Linked DNA regions of Mus musculus: all the other regions are linked to region 1. A link is a contact called in public HiChIP or PLAC-seq data. All regions are on one chromosome and are shown on one strand. Each heading gives the region's core, a stretch centred on a gene start, on an enhancer-like site or on the middle of the called end of the contact. The rest is flanking DNA. Distances are from core to core; before and after follow the strand shown. Region 1 holds the start of Lef1 (lymphoid enhancer binding factor 1). Region 2 has its middle 110 kb from the start of Gm36520. Region 3 has its middle 42 kb from the start of Gm36520. Region 4 holds the start of Hadh (hydroxyacyl-Coenzyme A dehydrogenase). Region 5 has its middle 72 kb from the start of Gm36520.

Evidence for each region. HiChIP or PLAC-seq counts read pairs in DNA pulled down with a chosen protein or histone mark.
Region 2: an H3K4me3 HiChIP or PLAC-seq map of embryonic forebrain shows a contact between it and region 1, with 3 times the contacts expected there. The contact joins the enhancer-like site here to the promoter of Lef1 in region 1. A contact is called at or near these places in 3 of 39 promoter capture datasets (the 3T3-L1 cell line, 3T3-L1-derived adipocytes and liver), 6 of 484 Hi-C or Micro-C datasets (the C2C12 cell line, CD4 T cells, double positive thymocytes and 2 more), 13 of 115 datasets of contacts at active chromatin or transcription factors (CD4 single positive thymocytes, DN3 thymocytes, the SCID.adh cell line and 9 more) and 2 of 9 other capture datasets (adipose tissue and liver).
Region 3: an H3K4me3 HiChIP or PLAC-seq map of the 230-238 cell line shows a contact between it and region 1, with 46 read pairs. The contact joins the enhancer-like site here to the promoter of Lef1 in region 1. A contact is called at or near these places in 17 of 39 promoter capture datasets (the 3T3-L1 cell line, 3T3-L1-derived adipocytes, the C10 cell line and 11 more), 3 of 15 datasets of contacts at CTCF or cohesin (CD8 T cells, large pre-B cells and pro-B cells), 54 of 484 Hi-C or Micro-C datasets (B cells, the C10 cell line, the C2C12 cell line and 24 more), 37 of 115 datasets of contacts at active chromatin or transcription factors (the 230-238 cell line, CD4 single positive thymocytes, CD8 T cells and 26 more) and 3 of 9 other capture datasets (adipose tissue, embryonic stem cells and liver).
Region 4: a contact with region 1 is called in an H3K4me3 HiChIP or PLAC-seq map of embryonic stem cells, with 19 read pairs. The contact joins the promoter of Hadh here to the promoter of Lef1 in region 1. A contact is called at or near these places in 1 of 39 promoter capture datasets (pre-B cells), 3 of 484 Hi-C or Micro-C datasets (embryonic stem cells and regulatory T cells), 4 of 115 datasets of contacts at active chromatin or transcription factors (the SCID.adh cell line, embryonic stem cells, pancreatic cancer cells and 1 more) and 3 of 9 other capture datasets (adipose tissue, liver and pancreatic islet).
Region 5: an H3K4me3 HiChIP or PLAC-seq map of craniofacial prominence shows a contact between it and region 1, with 2.7 times the contacts expected there. The contact joins the enhancer-like site here to the promoter of Lef1 in region 1. A contact is called at or near these places in 4 of 39 promoter capture datasets (liver, maxillary cranial neural crest and pre-B cells), 3 of 484 Hi-C or Micro-C datasets (CD8 T cells, DN3 thymocytes and the N1E-115 cell line), 18 of 115 datasets of contacts at active chromatin or transcription factors (the 230-238 cell line, the SCID.adh cell line, craniofacial prominence and 13 more) and 3 of 9 other capture datasets (adipose tissue, liver and pancreatic islet).

The regions. Positions count from the first base shown.
Region 1 is chr3:131,107,797-131,112,381 of GRCm38.p6, forward strand. It overlaps Lef1 (lymphoid enhancer binding factor 1), which reads left to right and starts at 2,501. Exons shown (of 12, transcript NM_010703.4): 1 at 2,501-3,882. The coding sequence starts at 3,676. Gm36603 (a long non-coding RNA gene) reads right to left here and starts at 182. Exons shown (of 3, transcript XR_376077.3): 1 at 1-182.
Region 2 is chr3:130,960,643-130,965,348 of GRCm38.p6, forward strand. No RefSeq gene overlaps it. Among named protein-coding and RNA genes, the nearest start is that of Gm36520, 110 kb to the left of the region's middle. Within about 2 kb of position 1,674, at least 29 of the 459 cell types and tissues checked have an H3K27ac peak or open chromatin away from gene starts, as enhancers often do. A contact at or near this core is called in embryonic forebrain, where this site is marked.
Region 3 is chr3:130,891,295-130,896,324 of GRCm38.p6, forward strand. No RefSeq gene overlaps it. Among named protein-coding and RNA genes, the nearest start is that of Gm36520, 42 kb to the left of the region's middle. Within about 2 kb of position 3,092, at least 11 of the 459 cell types and tissues checked have an H3K27ac peak or open chromatin away from gene starts, as enhancers often do. A contact at or near this core is called in the 230-238 cell line, CD8 T cells, the MNK3 cell line and 3 more, where this site is marked.
Region 4 is chr3:131,270,844-131,275,797 of GRCm38.p6, forward strand. It overlaps Hadh (hydroxyacyl-Coenzyme A dehydrogenase), which reads right to left and starts at 1,258. Exons shown (of 8, transcript NM_008212.4): 1 at 1,033-1,258. The coding sequence starts at 1,164.
Region 5 is chr3:130,921,732-130,926,883 of GRCm38.p6, forward strand. No RefSeq gene overlaps it. Among named protein-coding and RNA genes, the nearest start is that of Gm36520, 72 kb to the left of the region's middle. Within about 2 kb of position 2,045, at least 27 of the 459 cell types and tissues checked have an H3K27ac peak or open chromatin away from gene starts, as enhancers often do. A contact at or near this core is called in the N1E-115 cell line, the SCID.adh cell line, craniofacial prominence and 2 more, where this site is marked.

The DNA of each region.
Region 1 (4,585 bases), core at 1,251-3,750:
CCCCACAGGAATTAGGAGAGACTGCCCGGCGGCTGGAATGCTTTTGCCAGGAAGGCGAAGTCCAGAGACACCACTTCCTGGGGTTACTTCGCCCCTCCTGTGACTCCTTGTATTCTAAGAGAGACTACTTCACAGGGAAATGTCAACCTCCTTTACGGACAGATCTTTAAAACACGTGGGCGCATGGTTTTAAGGGTAGCCCTGTTTAAGGTTTGCAACATTGCTAAAGACAGCACACTGCGGAGACCACTCACGCAGAGCGAGGCCATTTGGAGATTTCGTTAGAACCAATGCTTCCAAAGAGGGTTACAGCAAGGTACCAAATGCAGCCACTTATTCCAGCCCTTGTAATAAAGCATTTTCACTAGTCATTGCTCCAAAAATTCCCATCTCGAGCTCCTAATCTCTGGGACACCTAGAGCTGAGCTTCGTATGACTCACATAGTACAGATAATTAACGCGAAGGAGAAAATGAGAATTCGAATTAGTTGCAACACTTAAACAGGGAAGATGTAGACTCGTCATTTAATCTCCTCTTGGCTTTCAAAAAATACCCTCTGGCTATTCTTCTTGCCCCCTCCCCCCTTCTGGGTTTGATGAAAAGGACCGGTCTACTCCGACTTCTTTGATGAAGCTGCATCTTCCAAGGGTTCTTGTGCTCAGTCAAATTGGCTCACTCAGAGGAGGAATTCTGACTTTGTTAAATTTATGTTAGCAGGAGCTGTAAACGTCTGAAACTATGTCCCTTTGCTCTTCACCCTATCACACTGGAGGCTGCATAGATTCACTCTAAAAATGGATTTATTCCCAACCTTCCTTTTATTCTCCCTGGTACCCTGAAGGAAAAATGCCATTTTTGGCTTTTGTAAGGTATAGTCTTGACAATTATTTAATTTTTAAAGAAAAGTTTTTGTTATTCTGACTTCTTTCACCAGCCCCTTGTTGTACCTAAATCTATCAGATTACATATGACCAACCACGTCCTATGCAGCAAACCAAACTATACATATATTTCAAACATATATATATATATATATATATATATATATATATATATATATCCACCTCCTAGCCAGCTCCCAAACTGGTAGTTATCAGTAAGCAAAGTTTTAAATGCTGACTTAAAGAACTGTTAAAGTCTACAATGCCCAATAGCCCACACTTTCACCTTTAAAAGAGAGCTCTTGTCCTAAGCGTTCTTATGTAATGAAACCAACACACGATTCGTTGGAGTCTTATTTTCCATTTAAGTAAGATGGAGATACAATTCTTCCTGTTTACTGCTCCCAGGTTCTACAGATGGCTGCCTCACTGGTCTAATGATTTTGCCTGAATATTTGACTTGAGGGGAGGGGTTGAGAGCTAAAAGACAATGTGTTTCCAAACTTAAGCCCCACTTACACAGTGACTTTCACAAAGCGTCGCCCTTAAAAGTCCTGTCCAAAATGCACCAAGGAGACAGTGGGAACCGGAGAATTTTTGAGGTTTGATTCGTATTTACATCCATCCTTTAAAGGTCCCTTTCAGCGGAGTCTCCAGGATGTCAGCAACTGCCCAGTGCTGCCTGCCTCTCCTAGGTTGTTCTTCTCCCTCCTTTTGGGATGTATTTTCCTTTTTCTACGAGGTCTCTACACGCTGAGTCGAGAATCTCCAAAAACCCACGTTCATTCGGTGATAAAGGCACAATGAATGTGATAGCGTAGAAGCGATATTTAAGGCTCAGTCTTCATCCACACCCTTCTTACTGATCCTTCCCCCCTGGTAAGCCTGGAGATTTTATTTTCGCTAGGGTGGTGTGCCCTTGTCTCCGAAGTGTGTGTGATTCACGGTTAGTAGAGTCACAACTCTTCTGTTTGCCTTTGCTGAATCTCTTCTCTCTGGTTAGGTGAGCAATGTGTTACATTTTCTCCTTTTCCTTCCCCTAGTCCCTAATTCTCGCCTTATTCCCTCTGTCAGAGCATCTATCAATGTGGTGTCGACCACAGCGCCAGCGGCTTTCTCTTTCATCTTCCTCCCCTTGCCTGAGTGAGGGGGCTAGAGTGGGCGGCGGGAAGGAGGTTGAAGAAAGACTGGCAAAGGACTAGAAGTGAGGCGCCGGGGGCGGGGTGGGGTGGGGTCGGCAAGAGAAGAAGAGATGCTCAGATGATGAAGTTAAGCCATTCCCGTAGTTTCTCGTCAATTTTCACGTGGGCCACACTGTTCTTTGGGGTTGGGTTACACACAGCACCCAGTCTATCTTCAGGTTGTATGGTGTCGTCCCCCCCCCCCCAGGCATGAACAGGCGGGCGCAAACACATACGCACCCCCACGGCGCCCCCCCCCCCCAAGTATGACTCGTCCTTTGGGTGCTAGGAAATGAACTAGGGCTGGGGGGGGGGGGAGAGAACCTGGATCTCCTCCTCCTCCTAACAGACTCCCTCCTCCCCACCCCTCCAGCAGGCAGCCAAGGAGAGCAGGAGGCGGGGGAGGGGCGGGGGAGGAGAAGCGACGCAAGTGAATAGCTTTGCAGCGCCGGCTAGGCGCGGCGAGGAGAAGCGGTGGGAAGGCGCAACCGCTCACCTGCGGGGCAGCGCGCACCGGAGGGACCGGGCTGCGCTTTCGTGGGCCCTGGCATTCGGACATTCCCGGAGCCTTGCAAGCGGCTACGCTCCGGGTGTTCCCCGGCCGGTCTGCCCGGAGGAGCCGAGGGGCCACCGGCAGCTCTTTGCTTTGACCGAGGGGAGGCGGGGAGAGAGGCGAGCCAGGCAGAAACTCGAGCCGGGAACAAAGAGGGATCGGGCTCGAGTGTGTGTGTGTGTGTGTGTGTGTGTGTGTGTGTGTAAGTGTGTGTATCGGCCCGAGCTGCGGGCTGGAACATTTGGGCCCGAAGCTCCTGCTGTGACTCCCCAAGACTCCGCCGTGCCAGCCACCGCCGATTCCCAGCGCTCATCATCACAAACTTTATTCTTGGCAAACTTCTCTTTTTCTCCCCTCCTCCTCCGCCCCTCCCCCTCCAGCAGATTAAATGCTCCTCCAGAAGGAAAACCGAAGCGAAAGGGAAGGAAAGAAGCTCTAACGCGGACGTCTGCAGCCCGGTGGCTCTTTATTGTTTACTCTGAAGGAAGTGGACTTTTCGGTATTTTCTGATTCTTCTCGTACCTCCGCTGGGGCAAAGGGAGCCTCTTGGCCCAGCTCTCCTCTTCTCAAAAACAAAACAAAACAAAACCCCAAATCACCGAAATCAGCATCCGAGGAATCCGTGGAGAGGTTTTGCACGGTGACGCACCACGGGACCCTCGTTTGCACTTTGGCAAGTCGTGTCCCCTCCGGAACCGGTGTCCTCGAAGCACAGACCCCAGCAACGAGTGCGGCGTGGGGTGGCCACCCAGCCCTGGCAGCCTAGCCTAGTGCACGCGGAGCGGCGTAGACGCTCTCAGAGGCGCCGGCGGCTGCCGCCCTCGCAGTCTGGTGCCCTTCGCCCCAGGGCCGGGCGCCGGCGTCCTTCTAAGTGGGAAAGCGCGGCAATCGCAGAGGCTCCTGCAGCTGCTCCAGCCGTGGGCCCCTCGCTTGCCCACCCGGCTTCCATTCACAGTCCTCCCGCACTCAGTCTTCCAACTCCCCCACCTCACATCGACCCTCCCTTCTTGCTGTCTCGGAGTGCTCCCGCAGCGGAGCGGAGATTACACAGCCGCCGGGATGCCCCAACTTTCCGGAGGAGGCGGCGGGGGGGACCCGGAACTCTGCGCCACCGATGAGATGATCCCCTTCAAGGACGAAGGCGATCCCCAGAAGGAGAAGATCTTCGCCGAGATCAGTCATCCCGAAGAGGAGGGCGACTTAGCCGACATCAAGTCATCTTTGGTTAACGAGTCCGAAATCATCCCAGCCAGCAACGGGCATGAGGTGAGTGGGCAGCTGTCCGGAGAGGCGTGGCGGGTCCCGGGGAAGCGGAGGGGAAGCAAGCAGGGTGCGCGACCACGGTGGCCATTGAGCCCTGGTCCCTCGCGGGCTGGGTGGGGAATAACGGCCCCTAGTCCATGGTGCGCACGTGTGTGAGCAGCGGGCAGGGAAATTTATCCCAAGTGTTTCTATGGCTAAACGGTGGCAAATGGGCAGGAAACGCTGGCCTATACCGGACCGGTTTCGTCCTCCGACGTTTCGGTGGCTCTGAGGGACGCGGTGCATTAAAACAGGGATGTCTAAACACAACTGTGAAGTCTATCATGGGGTGGAAAACAAAGTGCATCCGCTAGCTCTCTCGGTACAGTGCACAGAAGTGCGTTAAACCACCGAGGGCTCCAAGGAGCGAAGCCCCAGGCGGGAGGAAGGAGAGGCGGGCGTGGGCCTCGCAGAAGGGGCCGTCCCAACCGCCGTGGAGCCGGGGCGCGCGCCCTAACTGCGGGGGCGTTGCGGGGCCGGGTCCCCACAGCAGGAGAGGCTGCTGCCGGGAGCCGTGGGCGAGCCGATCCGAGCCAGCCAACGGCACCGATACCGCAGTCCTTCCGCCCGCAACCCCGGCGTTTAAAGTGGAAAGAAAAGCGTTTATTTGGGGTTAGGCTGGGTTGGGATCAGGCCCTGGATCTCTGCAGAAGAAAGGCGAGCCCTC
Region 2 (4,706 bases), core at 424-2,923, 150 kb before region 1:
ACATATATATGCCATAGACAAACACTATATAGAGACAGAGCACACATACAAATGTGTATTTAATTTAGTATTTTTTAAAGTATGAAATGTTGGAAATAGTCTAAAAGCCTACCAAGAAGAAAACTGAAGAATAAATTCATGCAATGGACATGTATGTTGCAGTTATAATTTATGTATTTTGCTACAAAGATGTATGACTATGAATAGACCCTGTTAGTGGTAGACATGTGTGTTCAGTATACCATTTATATAAAAGCCAAGAATTATAGAGCCCAGTTCTTTTGCATACAGATATAGATAGACTTTGTCCCAGCAGTATATGATTTTCAAAAGTATGCATGTGTCTAACGAAAGACCAAGTTTAGAGTAGTGGTCATCTCTCTAAGCATCACTGGGATGTAAGGAGAAGTTGGCTGGGATCCAGTAGCTCAAAAGGAGGTCTCTAATGGTCTGTTTGTTAGGAGAATATTGAAATAAGCCTGGCAAAAGATAATAGCTCACAGCTTCTCAGAGCATTTGTGAGATTTGTATTGGTTTCTGGACTTGGCTTATGTCTGAAGTATGAAACTTTTAAAAATTGTATTTATTTATTCGTTTGTTTGTTTATTTTTAAGTGTGGCGCTGGAAGTATGCCAGGTAAGTTTCATACCTTTGAGCTATGGCCCCATCCTTTTTAGAAATTTTATTATCACTGACTTCCTCAGTAGGGTGTCGATCTTACTCTGTTGCCCCAGGCATGCCTTGAACTCACAATGCTCCTGCCTCAGCTTCTTGAGTAACTGAGTATCGATGTGACCATGTCTGGCTCCCAAATGGACCCTTTATCGGTAAGTAAGCCTAGATGTTGTTGCTTCATTTATATACACTCCAGGGGATGCTGGCCATTATTTTTCCCTTCCTAAGCCAGCATAAGGCGGAGACAAACTTCCAGGTACTCTTATGATGCACATATATCAGACTACAGTGTGTATACCAAGCACTTACTACAGGCTACACTGAAAACTTAAGTACTTCCAAGGGGACAATCTTATTTTAAGCCCCATTTTGTAGATGAGTAATTTTCAGAATTTTTAAGTTCAAAGGGTCACTGATATTCCCATTACAGGATGCGTGGAATCACTACACAGCAGCTCTCTAACCCTGGCTGTGTCTCCCCAGAGAAGCATCAGTGCCCCTCTCACCCCCACCCCCACCACCCCACCCTCCCACCCCCGGCCCAGCCCTGAGCACTGCGTGCTCAGGATAACACCCTGGTGAACTTTCCTGTCAATGGGACCTTGACTCTGGAGTCAGGTCAGCTGAGGCCTCTCACCCAGACAGCCCATCAAGTGCTGGCGTTCATTCACACTTTTAGATCTATTCAGCAGCAGGCCCAAAAAAAGAGATGTTGAAAATCCCATCAAAATCTCTTCCATTATGTGGCACACTTTGTTAGAACAGAATGCGGGGTTCGGCTCTGCTGGACCACATCGAGTTGGTCTATATGGAGTATCGCATTTTAGATTCAAATCCCTGTTAAACCCTCTGCTTAGGCTCGTGGTTAACAATATTTTTATATCTGTCTTCAGAGATGACAGGCAGCCCAGCTATCCAGCAGGCCCAGAGGCCTCTGCGCCGCTGCTGTTTGTAGAGGCAGGCTCCGTGGATGAAAGGCAGAAATCCCACCGCCCCAGTGTCTTCTGATTAGCCGGGAGAAAAGCTGAATGACAAACATCTTTCCAATCTGCCTGGCCCATGCAGGGAAATGGGGCAATCTGGCCTGAAAAGGGATTTAGACTTTTGTTGTGTGAGAGGGAGGGGGGATGGAGAAAAAGCGCTGATTTAAATCCGCCCACAATGCATTCCCACTTGGCGATCTCTTAGATAAGAACAGCCTGGCTGGGGGGTTCAGACTCCCGCCTCGCCAACAGGGCTTCCCTCTCCTGCCTCACCAATGGGCAGTCTTGGCCCCCAGGCAACGTCAAACACTACGGAAGTGACCATCCGTGGTTGTTCAGCACGCTTGCTCTTTTAGCCCGAATCTTAGGTGTTTGTGGATGAATAAAACCGGCCTACAACAGATGTTTCAGTAGACTTTCTAGGCTAAAATAAGCATCAGTCAGTCGTAGGTTATAGGCTACCTGTTAGGTTCTCTGATGCTTTAATCACACCACTGAGTGTTAGTGTCAAAATAGTAAGAGATGGTTCAGAAAAGAAACACGAGGCTTACGTAGCAAAAACCGAGGTAAATTTGTGATGAGTTTGTGGGAGACATTTCATTAAAACTGTATTTTCATGTCTCCCCTCCCAGTAGAGAGAAGAGTTCCACAGATATTGAAATCACAGGGTTGCTGGGGTTTAGAGATATATATTCCAAAAGCCATATGGACAGAAATGCTATACTCTAATAACATTTATTCTTACTCAAAGCAACAGTCATCTTTTTTTTTTTCTCTGCGTACATTGAGTGTGGCCACTATTGTGCAGGTACAATAAAAGGACCGCCCCTATCCTAAAGGTAGGCATGAGGCTAGCGCTGCCCACAAAATGGCTGCCAGCTTCACCCTCCCCCGGGCACCTGGGTCAGTCCAGGGGTGTCTTGCTCTGTTGGCATCAGTGCCAAGCTCCTTCAAATGCAATTATCAAGACAAGTCTTCAGCGACCTCTTATTGCTGCTGTATTTGGGAAACAGCATTCAGATGCAGATGGGCCTAAAATCCCATCAACTCATTCAACCGTGTGTGTGTGTGTGTGTGTGTGTGTGTGTGTGTGTGTACACTCACTCACTCGCGAGCACCCATCACCCAAGTATTTGCACTGATTTAAGTGCTCCCTAGAGCATTTAAAACCCCCACTGTAAGAAGTCGAAATGAGGAGGAACGCTGATCCCCCCCCCCCCCGCAGGCAACTTTGTCAATTGCTTTTGTGCTCTTATAAATATTTCATAGCAAATATTTAACATGATTCTTTCCCCAGTCGCCTCCGCTTTGAAATGCTTCTCAAAGTGAGTTCTCCATTAACAATAGCTTGATGCAGCTTTCCCCCTTTCTTCTCTTAAGCACAGGGTCTGCTGCCATAGCAGCACGAATAGGTTTTTTCTTTCTTTCTTTCTTTAATGGAGAAGAAAAGATACTTTGCATTAATTCAGTAGTCCAGGAAAGTGGGGGGCGGGGAAAGGCGCAGCACATGCGCACCTCGGATTTCCAATGGGGGGGGGCAGCTACAGTTTACCTTGCCCTCCCCTCCCCCAGCGAGCCTGCGATTATCACCCAGCCGACATTAGAACTGTAATGGGAAGTGACACGTTTATGTAAATGATCCACGAGCGGATTTTGCTCTTGTAAAACAGAGCAGTTACTTTGGGCTTTCTAATTATTTCATGCCTTGTGGTTCTCTGGTGGGGCAGAGACGAACTACTTGAAAAGTGGTCTATGATTGACAGACTTCTGTCCCCCTGGAGCTCATTAGGGCTCTGGCTTTCAAAGATGGGAAATAACCCTAGCAGGCACCATAAAAGGGGAAAAAAAGAAAAAGAAAAGAAAGAAAGAAAAGGAAAGGAAAGGAAAAAGGAAAAGAAAATAAGAAAGGAGGGATAAAGATTCACTCTAGCACCAACGACACTGTAGGTGTGTTTGTTCAGAAGTACGTCATGTTGGGGAATTGGTGCTGCCAGGAAATGGCGCTTTTGTCTTCTCGATTCATCCAGGCTCTTTAGTTATGTGTTTCTGGTTTCTAAAACCTACATTTAGAGCCACCAGGTATGGTGTAAAACACAAAGGGTACAAAATAATGCCACCAGGATTTTTAACCATGAAATCGTACCGGACTCTAGTCCCTGTTGTCACCCTGAGGACACAGCATGACCAGTTCCTTAGTCAAATCAGCAGAGAGTCAAGGAAAGGAGCCATTAAGTGGACTGATGGACTCTGAGGCCTGGGATAGGAGGGAGATGGAAAACTCATTTCTTGGTTCTGGGAACGCTGGCATGCCTTGTTCATCGGCTTCCTATTGCTGGCTTAGAAAATGGAGACACACCTGCTGTCAATGTTGCTCCAACTAGACTGTATTTCCCACCTGATACTTCCTTAGGGTGGAAGCACAGGGTCTGGAGAGAGCAGACAGTACCATTGGGTATTAGAGTGTTGGTCAAAAGGCTTGGCCTCCAGGATAGTGGCGACAAGAGGCTGAATGGAGGTCCGTAGGACACAAGAGACATTGTGCTGAAAGCTCCTTCCTCTTCCTAACCCTGAGGTGAGATGAACATTTGCCTCTAAAGTTTGCCCTCACCGCAGGCCTAAAGCAATGGGTCCAACCAATCACAGACTGAAACCTCAAAACCAGAGGCCAGGGGAAAGCCTTCCTCTCCATGAGTTAGGACTCTGGAGCATCTTTTTACACAGAGAGAAGTGGGCTAAAACAGCACCCGACACTGGGTCTCTAATGAATGCGATTCCCAGGTGAGGAGGCCGCCTGCTGCCAGCCCCAAGGCAGTGGGGCTGGATTCTCTGCCACTACACTGAGAGCTATAAAGCTGGAGCCTTCGGGGTGCCTACATCTGAGTTTGTACTCAGATCACACATTACCGGGAAACAGATCGGTATCCCATTCAGGTCCCTCAGCAGTAAATAAGAGCATCAATAAGACTGGTTTCTTCTGTCTTCTTTGGAATAAATATTTAGTCAGGTTCAATGACAGCTTATGTTCTCTCAGAAGTTCCCAGGGGCCCA
Region 3 (5,030 bases), core at 1,842-4,341, 220 kb before region 1:
CCAGTGATAGCTGACTAGGCCATCTTCTGCTACATATGCAGCTAGAGACACGAGCTCTGGGGGTCCTGGTTAGTTCATATTGTTGTTCCACCTCTCAGGTTACAGACCCCTTCAGCTCCTTGGGTTAGAGCATATCTTCTTGCTTCGCCTTAATTTCTTTTTCTTGCCTTATTGCACAGCCTGGCAGTATACTCAACAAAGGGAGCAGTAGGGGGCAGCCTTGCCTTCATCCTGATTGCAGGGAGTCTCAGCTGTACTCTACCTCTAGGGCAGAGACAGCTCTTCTGGCCCTAGAGATTTTCTCTTTGGTATTGTTTTCTAACCTGGACTCTTACCCGGTAGACAAGCAATGCTTACAGGAGCTCCCAGTAAAGTGTTTTGTGCTGTGATGGAAGAGAGTCCGAGGATCAACTGCCCCCTTGCTCCAGTGGCAGCTGTTCTACCAGACTCCACACTGTACTGTGGGGGACACTGTTAAAAAAATACCTGCCAGCATTTCCCAGGAAGCACTGAGGAGGCTTGTAGAGAAAAACGTGAATGCCTTGAACTTCAGCGCTGTAGGGTGCGTTCCATTCTTAGCCCCATTGGCTCAACCACATGCACATCGCCACCCACCCTGTGGAACTCCTCTGATGTGTGTCCAATTGATTCACCCTTTGTCAATACAGAGTTGCCTCTGGTTCCTGGCTTCACTTAAAGAGTGATTTGACAGTGTTCCCAGTCCTTGATTTTATAGGTCAAGGAAGAGAATGTCCTCAAATTCCCTTCAATAGAAAGCCCAAACCCCTTACTTTCAGGTAGAGAAGTGTGTCTACAGAAGGGTGAATGATATATTTATACAGTGAATCAGAACTGGGTGGGAGAAGGGCCTTTGTGAATCTCAGGCTATCGTGACCAGAAGGAAACGTGCATTATCTTCTGGGACACTGCAGTGTCTCTAGCTCTGGCATTCAACCCTTCCCTGGACACTTCCTTGTTTCTGACAGCTTCTGGCAGCTTTGCAGGATTCTCCTGATGTGGGTTCTTCACCCAGGACTCAACACAACCGTATTTCAAAGCCATCTTCTGTTATAACCTGTTCACTTCTGCTTCCAGGAATCTTATCTCTCAGTTCTTCGTGGACATTTCCATCCTGTGCACAAAGGAGAGAGCTCACTCAGTAGGTGACATGGTGACATGGTGGCTGGAGGGCTGACGAAGTCCTATTGAAATGTGGCCCTCTTTCCTCTGTGAGATGGCACATCTGGTCTCTAACTGTGCAACAATCACTGCACGAGCAAAAGGAGGACCAATGTGCTATGCAAAGGGAGCACTGACCAAGAGGAGGTTTAGAGAGTGTGTGTGTGGCTGAGGCAACGGGATGCACACTTTGACCTCCTAATCTAGTCAACAGGCCCTAGATAAGAACCACAGATCCAGTTACTCCTGATAACAGGGCTGCAGTTGCCACAGTCCCAGAGTGCAGAACAAAGGGGATGGAAATTAAATCTCAGTTTGGGGTTAGAAAGAAAGAAAGGGGGGGGTGGCAGGGAGAAGGGGAGGGAGGGAGGAAGGGAGGAAGGGAGGAAGGGAGGAAGGGAGGAAGGAAGGAAGGAAGGAAGGAAGGAAGGAAGGAAGGAAGGAAGGAAATAGTGACAACATTTAAGACATAAACATAAGAAGATACTTAGATAATTCACTATATGAGAATCTGGAAATAAATATTCTACCTAAGGCGGGCAGAGAAGTTGCTCTGGGCTGTGTGTGTGTGTGTGTGTGTGTGTGTGTGTGTGTGTGTGTGTGCAAGCGTGTGTGCACACATGTGCATGAGTGCATGCATGTGTGGAGGTCAGAGGGCAGATGTAGATGTTGGCCCGTGCCTCCCACCGTGTTGGAGACAGTTGTCTCTCTGTGGATCACTGTTTTATGCACCAGGCTAGCTTTTGTGGACTCTCCTGTCTCCAGCTCCCTCTGAACTGCAATACAGGTGTGTGTTACTGTGCCCAGCTTTAAGTGGGATTCGAAATGACACTTGAAAGGTTAATGTTATACCCATGGAGACATCACCTAAGTCCCAAGAGCTCTTACGTGGCATTCATCAATAAATCTCCAGACAGTCTTATAAGATGGATTCTTGCCCCACGTTCTAGAGAAGAAGAGCAAGGTTCACAGAACTTATAGAGTTTGCTCAAAGTTGCAGAGCTAGGAAATGTTTTTTTCTTCTTCCATAAACCATGCTGAGGAAGGCTGTTGGAGTCCCAAAGTCTACCTCCTTCAATTTCCTTAGGCAGAAAAGAGGAAAGTAAAAGCCAGGGCCCAAACCCTTCAGTCAGGGGTTGTTTATTGCAGAGGCAGAACCAAAACTCCAGTTCATTTACATTTAGTGTAGCTTCTTTCACTTGAAGAGATGAAACAGTTGGGCTTCAGTGAAGAGTGAGACTGAAGATTCCCGTTCTCCAGCCTGTTTACCTACGCTCACAGGTAAGGCTGCAGCAAGCTTCACTTAAGTGTGCTGGAACCAGTCTGTCTCTTGGAATGGTCCCTCCACATGACTCTAGTAGCCAAGTTTTTAAAATTGGTGTATATTTATGGTAAAAAGGGGAAGGAGGCCATTATTATATTTTCATATGCGTGTGTGCCATGTACTTTAGTTTTAAGCCCTCCCCCACTGCTTTTGGCTGTGTCCCTTCCCTTCCTTAGTAGGAAAGGTCTCTTTCCTCCTAAATCTGTCCTTTCAGTTCTTTAAAACAACAGCTTAAAGCTCAGAGATGGCTCACTGGGGAAAAGGCACAAGTTGCCTTCCAAGCCTGACTACCTACGTTTGATCCCTGGGACCCACATCGGGGAAGGAGAAAGCTGACTCATACGAATTGATCTCTGACTTTCGTGAATGCACAGATAGATATCCTCTACAGAAATCAATGAAACTGCAAACAGAACACCCTCGATTCCCCATAGAGGAGAGAACAGATCTGTCCTCCCCAATGTGGCTTGTTTCACTTGCGACATTCTCTGTTCTAGCCAGCTTTCTGCAGACGGGATAATCTGTTCTCTGCACTTCTAGCATCCGGTTTCAGGTGTGGTCACACAGACTAGGTGGACCTCTCATGAGTCCTTGTTTCCTGGCTTCTATCTGTCCTGCCTGCTAACCACAGCCTCTATGCTCTTCAACCAGGTCGCTGAGCAGGTTTCTAAGAAAAGAGTGGGAGGGAAAAGAGAAGTGGTAAAGAAATACTACACAAGAGAAAATGTGAATCCCTCAAAGACAGAGCGGGTCACAGTGGGTGTGAGCAGAAATAGCACAGAGCAACTGTGAGGCTTCACCTATGGAAAGGGCTGCACTTTATGACCTGGGATGTTTATGGTCTAAGACGTGATTCTTAGTGCTTCAACCACACACACACATTGTCCTTTACAATGCCAAATAAAAGGGAAATAATAACACCTTATGTTTGTGTATTGATTTATAGCTTACTAAGCACTTTTATGGCCCTGATCTTATTTGATCCTTGCAATAATGTTGTGAAATAGCTAAGGAAGGTTGTTATTAGTTCCACTTTACAGATTCGGAAACCAAGATTTTGAGAGAATTAGGTGAGTTGCTCAAGATCCATGAGGAAGGAAGTGGGAGTCAAGGTTGGTAGCTGGCATTCGAGACAGGGCAGCACTCTGTAAGGACTGGTGAGGGACCACAAGGATCATTCCAATTAAGGACTCAAGTCATGGTCTCCACAAGTGCAAAACTGAAAGGGCGCCTGAAGGCATATTGATATGCCACAGTAAGAGGCTAAGAGGGCCCAAAGAAAGCCTGAAGAGAGGTGCGCATGTGTGTGTGTGTGTGTGTGTGTGCGTGTGTGTGCATGTGTGTGTTGTTCATGCGTGCAAATGTGCATGTGTACCTACCCATGCACGTGTGGAGACCAGAGTGCGATGTTTGGTGTCTTCTCCATCTTACTTTCACAGAGCTCTCAGGACCCATGTGTCTTCATCCCCCAATGCTTGGGTCACAGTTGTGCAGCCGTGCCTGGCCCTTTGCACGGCTACTGGAATTCCACATTCAGGTGCTCATGTGTGCAGCATGTGTGTACTTACTTGCTGATCCATTGCCCCAGCCTGAGAGGTACAAATGCCATTTCTACAGAAATTTTTTAATAATAGAATTCAAGTCCAAGAAAGCCTTGGAAAGGCCACAGGTAGTTAAATAACTTGAAATTTGCTTCAACCTACTCAGGACTAAGTAAAAAAGTAAGTAAATAAGTAATTGATCAATAAAACAGACAAATAAATGGAAATCAGAAAATATACCAGAGCTGATATTTCTGGGTCTTTGAAAAATATTACCAAGTGTTTATAACCTTATACACAAATAACGTCTGCATTAGGAGCTAAAGTGATGGCTTAGCAGTAAGAATACTCTGCTCCTGCCAGGACCTGGGTTCAATCCCCAGCACCCACGTTTATGCATCTCACAACTGCCTGTAGCTCCAATTTCCTGGGGTCTTATGCCCTCTTCTGGTCTCTAAAGGCACTGCGCGCGCGCACACACACACACACACACACACACACACACACACATACACACATACACGTAGAAATAAAAGATTTTAAAAATAACTTCTGTCTGTGTGAACACATACATTTGCTCACAGATACTGCAATACTTGATGAATATATTTACATAATTTGAGAGTATAGGGAGTTTATAAAGCATGACAAGGCAAAAATAATAAAGCAAAGTATTTATAGCTATGCTTATAGAAATTTAAACATTTCTCTCCTGTAAGTCAAAATAAAATGAAATGCTAAGAATAAAATAAATGAAAGGGAAGAGTTATAAAATATTTAAATAAATCCACATTTTAAAAAAGATTAATGACTTTACCTTTGAAATCTCTAACAAAGTGATAAGGCAATAATAATTATTGTGTTCATAAGAACTAATTATTTCCCCATTTGGAAACATGGGCTTGGATATTGACAAGGCATTTAAAAACACATCAAGGTCTGGGGATAGAACTCAAAGGACAAAATGCTTGCTGCACCAGCATGAG
Region 4 (4,954 bases), core at 8-2,507, 160 kb after region 1:
CATTCCTCACAGCCTTGAGTTTTTGTGGTGCAGAGGGATACAGCAGACTAGCTATATTTTCTCCAGCATAGCCATGTATGGTTTTTGTTGTTTAATTTAATGGACTTTGGAAGGAAGTGCAGTCAAGGCTAATAAATAGCAAGCATGCAAGTGTGCATTTGGTTGGGAAAAGACACTGACCTGCGAATACCCTCCCTAATTAAAATTAGGTAAGCCCTTCACTGCCACAACACTCAAACTGCAAAGGCCTCAAAAGATACGAATATAATAGCAAGTTCATGGAAAAAGATCAGAGCTCTCTACTGTGTGTAGGAAGTTAACTCTTAAGAGAAAATGGTACTACAGACATCGCAGTAGCCAAACTGCACAGTTGATTTTGAACTGTGCCTCAGCTGGCACCAGGCAAAGTCCCACAGAAGCCGATCAGAGATTAGAGACGTCTCAGAGCATAAACTATGCTTATCTCTGTCGCCCACTCTCTTGAGGTTCAGAGCTGGACAAGCACGCAGATTTCAGCACCGGGCACTGGGTCAAAGGTCAAAGTTTCCTGGCCCAGGCCTGGGCGGAGTCCCAGCAACTCCACAAACTCCCACTAGGTGACTTTCCAAACTGTTACAAAAGTGAAGGCCAACGAAGGAAACTTGTGGGAGAGGCAGGACACTTGGAAAGAAAAGTGCCCAGACCAACACCCAAAGAACTGTAAAGAAAAAAAGAAAGAAAGAACAAAGAAAAAACTTATCAGGAAAACTAAAAGAAACCGCAGCCCAGGTCTTGGCGAGCGGATTCCTGTCAGATCCAGGCAGTGAGCAAACACTCTGCAACTTTGCACGCACAACTGTGCACAGTTCAGCTCCAGTGTGCACGCGTGCACCAGCGCGCTCCACCGAGCCTTCCCCGGCCCGGCAGTTAGTTGAGAAGCATGCACGTAAGGATCGGGCCGAAGGCTGTAGTTCTGGGACACTGAAGCATGCTGCACCTTCTCGGACTTCATCAAACTATTTCCACCACACCCGGGGCGCGAGGCCCGCTCACCTGCGCGATGCCGGCGCCCATCAGCCCGCCGCCGATGACGGTCACATGCTTGATCAGGATCTTCTTGGCGGCCGCCGACGCAGAGGAAGAGGAGGACATGGAGCGCAAGAATTGCCTGGTCACGAACGCCATAGCTCAGTGCAGCAGCCGAGGAGGAGCAGTGGGGACAGCGCGAGAGGTCCCGGAGCGTCGTGGGCGGGGTCGGCGACGTTGGGGGCGGGGCCTCGAACACGCCCCACCCACCCGCCTCCTGCACAAGCTGCAGGTCCACCCCGCCCCCCCCCCCAGAGGGCGGTGCCAGGACTCAGGCCAGCATGGACTCCGGCAAAGCAGGGACCCACCAAGAGACAACCTGTAGTTGCCTTCACAATCTGGTGGGCTGGAGTTGTGATCGTGAGAATTGTGTTTAGAATGAGGACGGTAACCCCGGATAGAGAACACAGGAAGGGAAAGCCTGGCTATTGGCCAACTTTCTGCCTAGTACTGTGCTAGTGATAACAGAATTACTGCTGGTTTTACTTCTAAGCGTTCATCTGGTGCCCCCAAACTCACCGTCCAGAGGAAAGCCATCCGCCTTTCACCCCACTGGAAGAAATGATAGTTAATCCTGTGTGCAATGAAGCTCCCTGCAAAAGTCTCATCTGTGTCTCACATTCTGCAGAATAAAACTAACTTCCTGTCTGAATGTTAGAGCTCGAGTCCAAGTTCTCTCGGGCTGTTTCTAGTTACCCACCTCTGTATCTAACTTAGGTTACATCGAACTTAAGCAATGTGTTGCCTAGCAGACCACTTGCTCCCATCCGTCCCAAACTAAAACAGTTAAAACAACAACAACAATAACAACAACAACAAAAACAAACAAACAAACACCGGCATAAAACCCTAGGAAAAGAATTACTTGTTCCACTGTAACCTGCCTGCCCAGGGTCTTCAGCAATGTTCTGTAAGCCGATGGCTTTATGACCTTCTTGCTCTGTAGCTATAAAAAGTTTATGTAACTCTGTCAGCAGTGAACCTTGTCCTTCAGAATTGTTTCCATGCCTGTTCCCTGCCTCGGGCTCTTGCATGTGGCTGGGAAGAGACTCTCCTGCACTCCCTTTGAAGCAGGGGCTATGTTTTGCATTGACCCTTTGAATCTTATTTTTATATTTAATTCTTCAAAATAAGCAAAGCCTACTGAGTGCTACATTCCAGCCAAGTCACAAAAATAAAATAAAATAAAAGATACTAGGAACGGAGGTAGAAGGCTACCCACAGAAACCCAACAGCTTGAAGAATGAACACGTTTATGAAGGAAGGAAGGAATGTGTACAGCAGTCTGAGGAAAGATGCAAGACAGAGAGGAGAGGCCCCTATGGCTGAGTTGCCACTGAGAGAGGACAGCACATTTCCAGGAGGCTTGATGAGAGGGTTGCAACTCTTAGTTGTCATTTGGAAAGATGAAGTATAATCCAAGTTTGGTGCTGTGATACTATAATTTTCTCTTTCTTTCTTTCTTCCTCCCTTTCTCTCTTTCTCTCTTTCTTTCTTCCTCCCTCCCTCCCTCCCTCCCTCCCTCCCTCCCTCCCTTCCTTCCTTCCTTCCTTCCTTCCTTCCTTCCTTCCTTCCTTCTTTTCTTTCTTCATCCTTTCTTGTTTCTTTCTTCTCACCAGTGTATTATCTGTGCACTGTATGGATGTACGTCCGAGGAGGCCAGAGAAGGGCATCAGTTTCCTGAGCTTGGAGTTAGAGATGGTTGTGAGCCATCATGTGGGTGCTGAGAATCAAGCCCAGGTCCTCTGAAAGAGCAGTCAGCGCTCTTAACCACAGAGCCATCTCTCCAGCCCTATGATATATTCTCAAATGATATCTCTGTTGTAATATTTCATGTGTACCTCACACCCAAGGTAATGTACGTTTTCAGATCTCTGCTTTTCCTTGGGAAAGAATGATAAATGGGTCTTGATCCACTTGTGCTGCTACAACAAAACCCCCAAATGTCTCCTGGGAGCAAGGCAAACCCAAGTCAAGGTGCCATCAGGTTCATTTTCTGATGTCGACCCACTTTTAGCTCAAGGATAGTTCCTTGTATCTGCAGACGGTTGAAGGGTGTGATGGTGAATATTGATTGTCAAATGGAATGAATCTGTAGCCGACTAAGAGAGCCACCTCTGGAAGACTCCATGGAGGTATTTCCAAGAAAGGTTAACTGAGGGGAGAAGATGTCCTCCCTGAGTGGGCAGCACCTTATACAGAGTGGGGGTGGGGTGCACCCTAGATATAAAGTGATCTGAGAGAGAAAAAATAGACTTCCTGCCTGCCTGCCTTCTTCTCCTGCTGGAGAATTCCTCTATTCTGCTGTAGCTGCTGCAGTCATCCTTCCCTGACATGAGCACCTAACTTAGGCCTTCCAACATGGGATGAAGTGCAGGCTCTCTAGGGCTCCTCCAGGCCTTCAGCCAGACTGGGACTGCTGATGCAACCAGCCTCGCAGACTGAGTGGCTGTGACAGCCTCAGCCTGTCCAGTGGCAGGCACCACTGATGGACACTCCAGCCCCGCTTGTGTAAGCAAGTCTATTAAGTCACATCTCATAACGAACATTACCCTGACAGCCCTCCTTCTAGAACAGTGTTCTCAACCTGTGGCAAACCTCCCTCTCCCAAAAATACTTACAACTCATAACCGCAGCAAAACTACAGTTATAAAGCAATAAAATAATTTTATGGTTAGGGGGTCACTACAACACGAGGAACTGTATTAAAGGGTCACAGCATTAGGAAGGCTGAGAACCACTGCTCTAAAGAGAACCATCTGGGGCTCTTTCTTAAGCCACTAGCCCACCCAATCACCTCCCAAAGGCCCATCCCTAAACACTTCTACATTGGGTTTTAGTGTATGCATCTGAAGAGGACCCACAAACACTACTGTAGTACTCCCTAGTGACTCTCAAATCCAAGGCCATCTGTGATAAACAAGGGTGCTGTGTAAAGAAAAGAGGCGGGTGGACTGTGAGTACAAGGCCAGCCTGGGCTACATGGCAAGACTCTGTTTAAAAAAAAAACCAACACCCCAATAAAACACAGGGAAGGCCAGCTGCAGAGCCAGGGTCCTGGTTGCTTTACTGAAGGAAGGGCCTGGTACAGAGCAATAGGTAGATAACAGTGCAGTCTCTGTGGGTCACATAGATGGATAACTGTAGTACTTAGAACACAGAAGGCAGAGCAGCATGGTTTGAGGCTGGGGAGGTGGCTGGGGGGTAAGTGTTTGTTTGCTATGAGAGCAAGGAGACCCTGAGGTCAGATCCCTGGCACCTATGTAAAAAGGCACCTATGTAAAAATCTGGCTCTGACAGTTTGTGCCTCTGATCCTAGCCCAGGGAAGGCAGTGAAAGGACAATCCCAGGGGCTTGGTGGGCAGCCAGTGTAGCCAATCGGTATGCTCCAGCTTCAGTGAGAGACTGTATCCCTGAAGAAAGCAGAGAGGGATAGAGTGGCAGGGGTAACTGTGGGAAGCCACATGTGCCGTTGCAGGGTGGCACTGGCTATCGCTGGCCACCATGCATACATAGGCAGTAAAGTTTTTTTGCCAAGATGAGGTTTTGAGAATTAACCAATCAGATGAGAGACAAGTTAACCAGTCAGATGAGAGACAAGTTAACCAATCAGATGAGAGACAAGTTAACCAATCAGATGAGAGAGACATTAACCAATCAGGCATGAGACATGCAAATGAGGTGGTAAGCATAACCCATGCATTACCAATCCGGGTGTGAGACACGCCTCTCCTAGGCCTATATAAGCAGCACCAGTTCTGGGCTTGGGGTCTCTTCGCCTCTGCAATCAAGCTCTCCCAATAACCGTGTGCAGAAAGATCCTGTTGCAGCGTCATTCTTGCTGGCCAGTCGGGTGCGCGCAAGAGGTAACCATTCTGCATTAACCCGT
Region 5 (5,152 bases), core at 795-3,294, 190 kb before region 1:
TGTGCACACACACATACGTGTGCCGTGTACATTAAATGTGAGAGAGGGTAGAGATCTGCAGCCCGGGTGTGGTGAAGAGGGGCTGAGGTTGGCATGGGGGAGAGATGAGCAATTGCAGGCAGGCAGGCCTTGCAGGACCCCACCTGCTCTTTCTTCTTTCCTCCCAGTGTTGGTGCAACATGAAAGCTGTCTGCAGGCTTATGGAGCTAAGTCTTCGGTGCGCAGAACTTGCTGTCGCACGGAATGGGCTTTTCCTCAGTGGGAGCTAATGCTTTCATGGTGTCTCCTTTGTGCTTTCCCCAGTTTAAGCCCAAGTGAAATCTAATTACAGGCAAGGCTGCTAACAGCTGAGGCAGGGACTTGGCCGCCTTACCCTGTCCTGTCTTCCTGTCTTGGCTTTGTGCTGGTTCCTATTGCCTTCTAATCATCTGTATCGCTCTTCACTTGCCAGCCTTGGAAGTGATAAGGACATTGACTGAATCCAAATTCAATTCCATGTTTTCTTAAAGGCAATTTTAAGACGGGCTACACTTGCTGGTCTCCCAGAGGACCCAAGTTTAATTCACAGCACCTACTTTGGGTGGCTCACAACTGTCCTAAACTCTAGCTCTACCTGGATCTGATACCTCTGGGCATCTGCATTCACAAGACTACGCACACATGCACACACGCACGCACAAGCACACTCACATGAACACACACTTTGAAATAGTAAAACAACATCTTTTTAAAAAAATAATAGCAGTAAATAAAAAGGGGGAGGGTGTCTTGAAAAGTAGCCCACTCTACTCCAAAAAAAGAAAGCACCTTTAACAAGGCAGTGTGTGTCCAATATGAATAGAAAAATATGGTGGGTTTCCGGATCTATAGACTCAGGAGTTACAGGCTCAACTGTGCGCTGGCTTTGGATGTAGCAGGTATGTTCTCTACCTCAGGCTTGCTCTCCAGGAGAGAAAACAAAATAATCACACCTACTAATCTCTGAGTGGCAATTGGTGGATTTAACAGTGCCCTGAAAATGAGTCTTTTCTGTTTTACGAAGCACTTCATTCAAAGGCTCATTTGGCTAATTAAAAAAAAAAAAGCCATTTTTCACTTGTGTTTGAAGCTAGCCCATTATTCTTTTGCATTTGGTTCCATCCAGTTTCCCTGGAGCTGGGATTGCTTCTGAGGACGGATGGTCCGTGGCTGTTACTAGGAAAGGGAGAGCTCATGAATTCAGACCATCCTTGATGATGAAATGAACTGTAATCATGCCCGAGATCAAAGTGCTTAAGGAGCAGCAGCCCGTGAGTGGGCCATAGTGCTGTGGCCTGGCTCGCTGCAGAAGAGGATTAGGAAACGTCACTTAAGTCGCCAGAAAGGTTTCCACAGACTAGCATGCTATGCATTTAGTTGTTTATGAGATTCCTGAATGAAAGGCACTTTGGACTGACACATGAGTCTCCCTCAGAAGAAACAGTGCTAGCAGATATCCCCCACCGGGAGAGAAAAGGCTTTAAACTAGCGGCATTAGCAAAAGCGAAGCCATTCTTAACTCCTGGGCAGGGAGAAGACCACGGGATGAAAGATCCTGAGAGAAAGGGACGCAGAAGAAGCAGACAGGAGCGTGCCTCTGTCTTTCCCCTGTAGCTTCAGAAGCACAGATTCTCCTTCTAGGGAAAAGCAAATCTCTCTTTTTCTACATGGTGAACTTGACGCAAACCAGCCCCTGGATTGAGGCAGGAGCCCCTCCCTGCCGGGCCTCCTAGCAGCAAAGATGCGGGCCGGAATGGAAAGCAGATGCGGTTCAGAAGCGCTCCAGAGCTTTGCCCGTCTTGAAAAGATGTCAAGGAGTATTTGCGTCCCGTCTGTGGAAAAAGCAGAGACCGTCTCTTGAAGGATGAATGAAAAATGACTACAAAGAGTTAATTTGAAACCAATCAAGCCCCCAGGTTCATCTACTGCTGCAGAAATCCTTCTAGTTTAATGATGAATCATTTTCAAAGCAGCGCCGATCCTTTGGAGGGGAATTCCGCCTCTCGCAGCTGTACAGTCTGCCCTGAAGTGCTGTGCCTTCTCGCCCACCTGCTCTTTGCACAACAGCGTGGACTTCCCAGGACTGAGAGTGTGCCAAGCTGGCTGAGCCCTCACAAGGGCATCCTCAGCCTCCAAGCCCCCGAGTGCTGGGGGACACATATCCCAAACTCTTAGAGGCAGGCAGAGAGCAGCGTGGTAGAGCCACACAACCATGCTGCAAATGCCACAGAGTCCTGGCTTTTCAGAGAACCCGCTCGGATTCTCTGTGGTAGATCTGTTAACCTAACTGAAGCAATTGCCTTGAAAGTAATACTTGCTAAATGCACTTATTTAAAAAAAAAAACACTTGAAAACCCCTAAACAAAATTCCCATTTCATATTCTAAGTGCAATCTTTGACGCCACTGAAGACTTTGGTCTGCTTTAAGTGGGGGTGGTGCTAACAGGCTCTTGTTCTAAGCTGTGACTTTTAAAAGCTCTCTTAAACAAAAACAAACAAACAAACAAACAAAAAACAAGCAAAAAACAAACAAGAACAAAAACCCCATCTCCATTGAGTAGCTCATGGCTCTTGTTTCCTCTTTATCCAAATTCCACCCATCAGAATGTTTAGAAATTCAAACACATTTGGTTATCGACAAAGAATTTGGAGACTAATTTAATTGGAAAGAATTTGGAAAGCACCTTTAACAAGGCAGTGTGTGTCCATTTTTGCCGTTGAGAGTGTCCGTAGTTCCATCCCACTGGGAAGAGATTCTGAGACCTGGCCCTTGACAGTGAAATGCACCTCGTTCCCTCCTTTGACAAGCTCTCTTCCCGCTGGAGGCATCTGAGAGCCACTTATTTCCTTTAGTAGCAGAGGAACTTTGGACCGAATTACCTGTTTTCCTGGAATCTAATCATCTCTCCTGAACTGAATTTAGCTCAGTGCTCGAGACATAACTTTATCTCCATCCTCAACCCTCTCCCAGGTCTCCCCCAGCTCACCTCGAACCTCAAACTCAGGGATAAACAATGCATGTGGCTCTCTTAGCTGGTGACGCTGTTATGGATCCGTAATGACGACATAAGACAGGAAGCTGGATTTTATTGGGCCTAAGTGAATAAGATTTGACATTACCACCCCGAGCATCAGAATCTCACGTGCTTTCTCTCCACCAGTCTCTGCCTGGCTGTAAAGAAGACAAAGATCTCTGTTTACGCTGTGGCATCCTATAATTTAGAAAACTATAAAATGCAGCGCATGAGTGTTACTCAGACAGCACTGACGGATCATCGGGAAGAGCTGCCCTCAGCAGAGTATAAACGTGTACCTGTCTGGCAGCCAGCCAGCCAGCATGCCCACAGCCCCAGGCGGATGGGAGGCATTCCATTCTTGGGCCTACTCTTCAGCTCTCTGCCTTCTTCCAGCCTCAGGGACCTTCCTGTCACATGAGGCAGCTACCAAGCTGGCAACCGTGGCAGACACAGTGTGTTACAGGGAACATTTCCAGACCACAGGGAATTTGGCCACATGACACTGAATTCACTGCACCTTCACCCTCACCTCCACCTTCACACAGCCCCTGGGTGAAGAAGAATGGGTTTAGACCACAAGGTTTGGCCAATTTTCATTTTACCAAAATATTTAAGTATGTTCTGTCAAGGGTGGGAACCTGATTGCTTCCTACTGGAAATCTAAAGCAACATTTAAAGACCTCATAACAGCTCACAGTAAGAAAAAGATGGTGCCAAGAAAGTTCCTCCGTTTGTCTGGGTATCTGGTTAGACTGGATTATTCACTGAAGTAAAGTCAGAGTCCAACACCTGGAAGGTCACAGTGCTTGAAGCAGAACTGTGTCCCTTCTCACATCTGCTCACCTCTCCTCCAATGGGAGCAGCCTGCTGTTTTTATCAGTTCATCTATTTATCCTCTAACTTCTGCTGGAGACCCATCAGTGGAATCCCAACTTCCCTTCCCAATTGATTAGCCTAGAGAAGACATGTGACCTTAGTTAGTCCCATAGTGTGAAACCCAGAAATTTGCTGGTGGGGAGGAGGGAAAGATATGAGCTTCAAAGTAACCTGGACAGTTTTTTAAGAGGAAGAGGAAGAAGGGGAAGAGGCAGAGGAGGAAGGGGAAGGAAGAAGGGAGAAGAAGGAGGAGGAGGAAGAGAAGGAGAAGGAGGAGAAGGGGGAGGGAGAGGGGGAGGGGAGGGGGAGGGGGAGGGGGAAGAGGAGGAGGAGGAGGAGGAGGAGGAGGAGAAGGAGAAGGAGAAGGAGGAGAAGGAGAAGGAGAAGGAGAAGGAGAGAGAAGAAGAAGAAGAAGAAGAAGAAGAAGAAGAAGAAGAAGAAGAAGAAGAAGAAGAAGAAGAAGAAGAAGAAGAAACGGTAATCAAGTAGAAAGCTAATTACCCGGAAGATAGGCAGACCTGAGAGAAGCAGGAGGAACAAAGTTCTCACTAGTTCATCTCCAAAGACTAGGAAATTTCTAAATTGTAGTTGTTGTTGTGAAATTGAAAAGAATTATCTTTATTTCTTCAAGCACAATTTTCAGTAATTTTAGAGCAACCGTTTCTAGATGAGTAATTTAGTCAACATAAAATATAACACTAGTCAGCAGATTTTTGTTATTAAACTCTTTTTTAAATGTCTGTCGGTCTGTCTGTGTCTATGCCTGTGCCTGTGTGCACATGTCTACTCATGTGACTTCGGGAATCTGAGGAGGCCATAGAGGATGTTGGGTCCCCTTGAGCTGGTGACAAGGGTGCTGGAAATCCAAGCCAGGCCCTCGGAAAGAACAGCAGCCACCGAACCATCTCTCCATCATTATTACACTTTCTATCACAAAGCGTTAGAAGTGAATTTGCAGCTTGCACAGTAGAGTTTCCGTTCGTGGTAACAAGCCACTGCCTGTTTAGCTGAACCAGAAATCATTGTTATCAATTTCTGAAATGTCTTCTGTATGATTCCTTGGAATCAAACACAAAAATGTAGCATTCATTTAGCTCATGTATTTGAAATAAGGTGGAGAGTTTTTAACTGTTGTAGTAATTTTTTTTTTAATGCCTTTAACAGGGCTGGTGATGTGGCTCAGAGGATGAAGTACCCGTTGCACAAGGATCAGGACCTAAGTCTGCATCCCTAACACACAC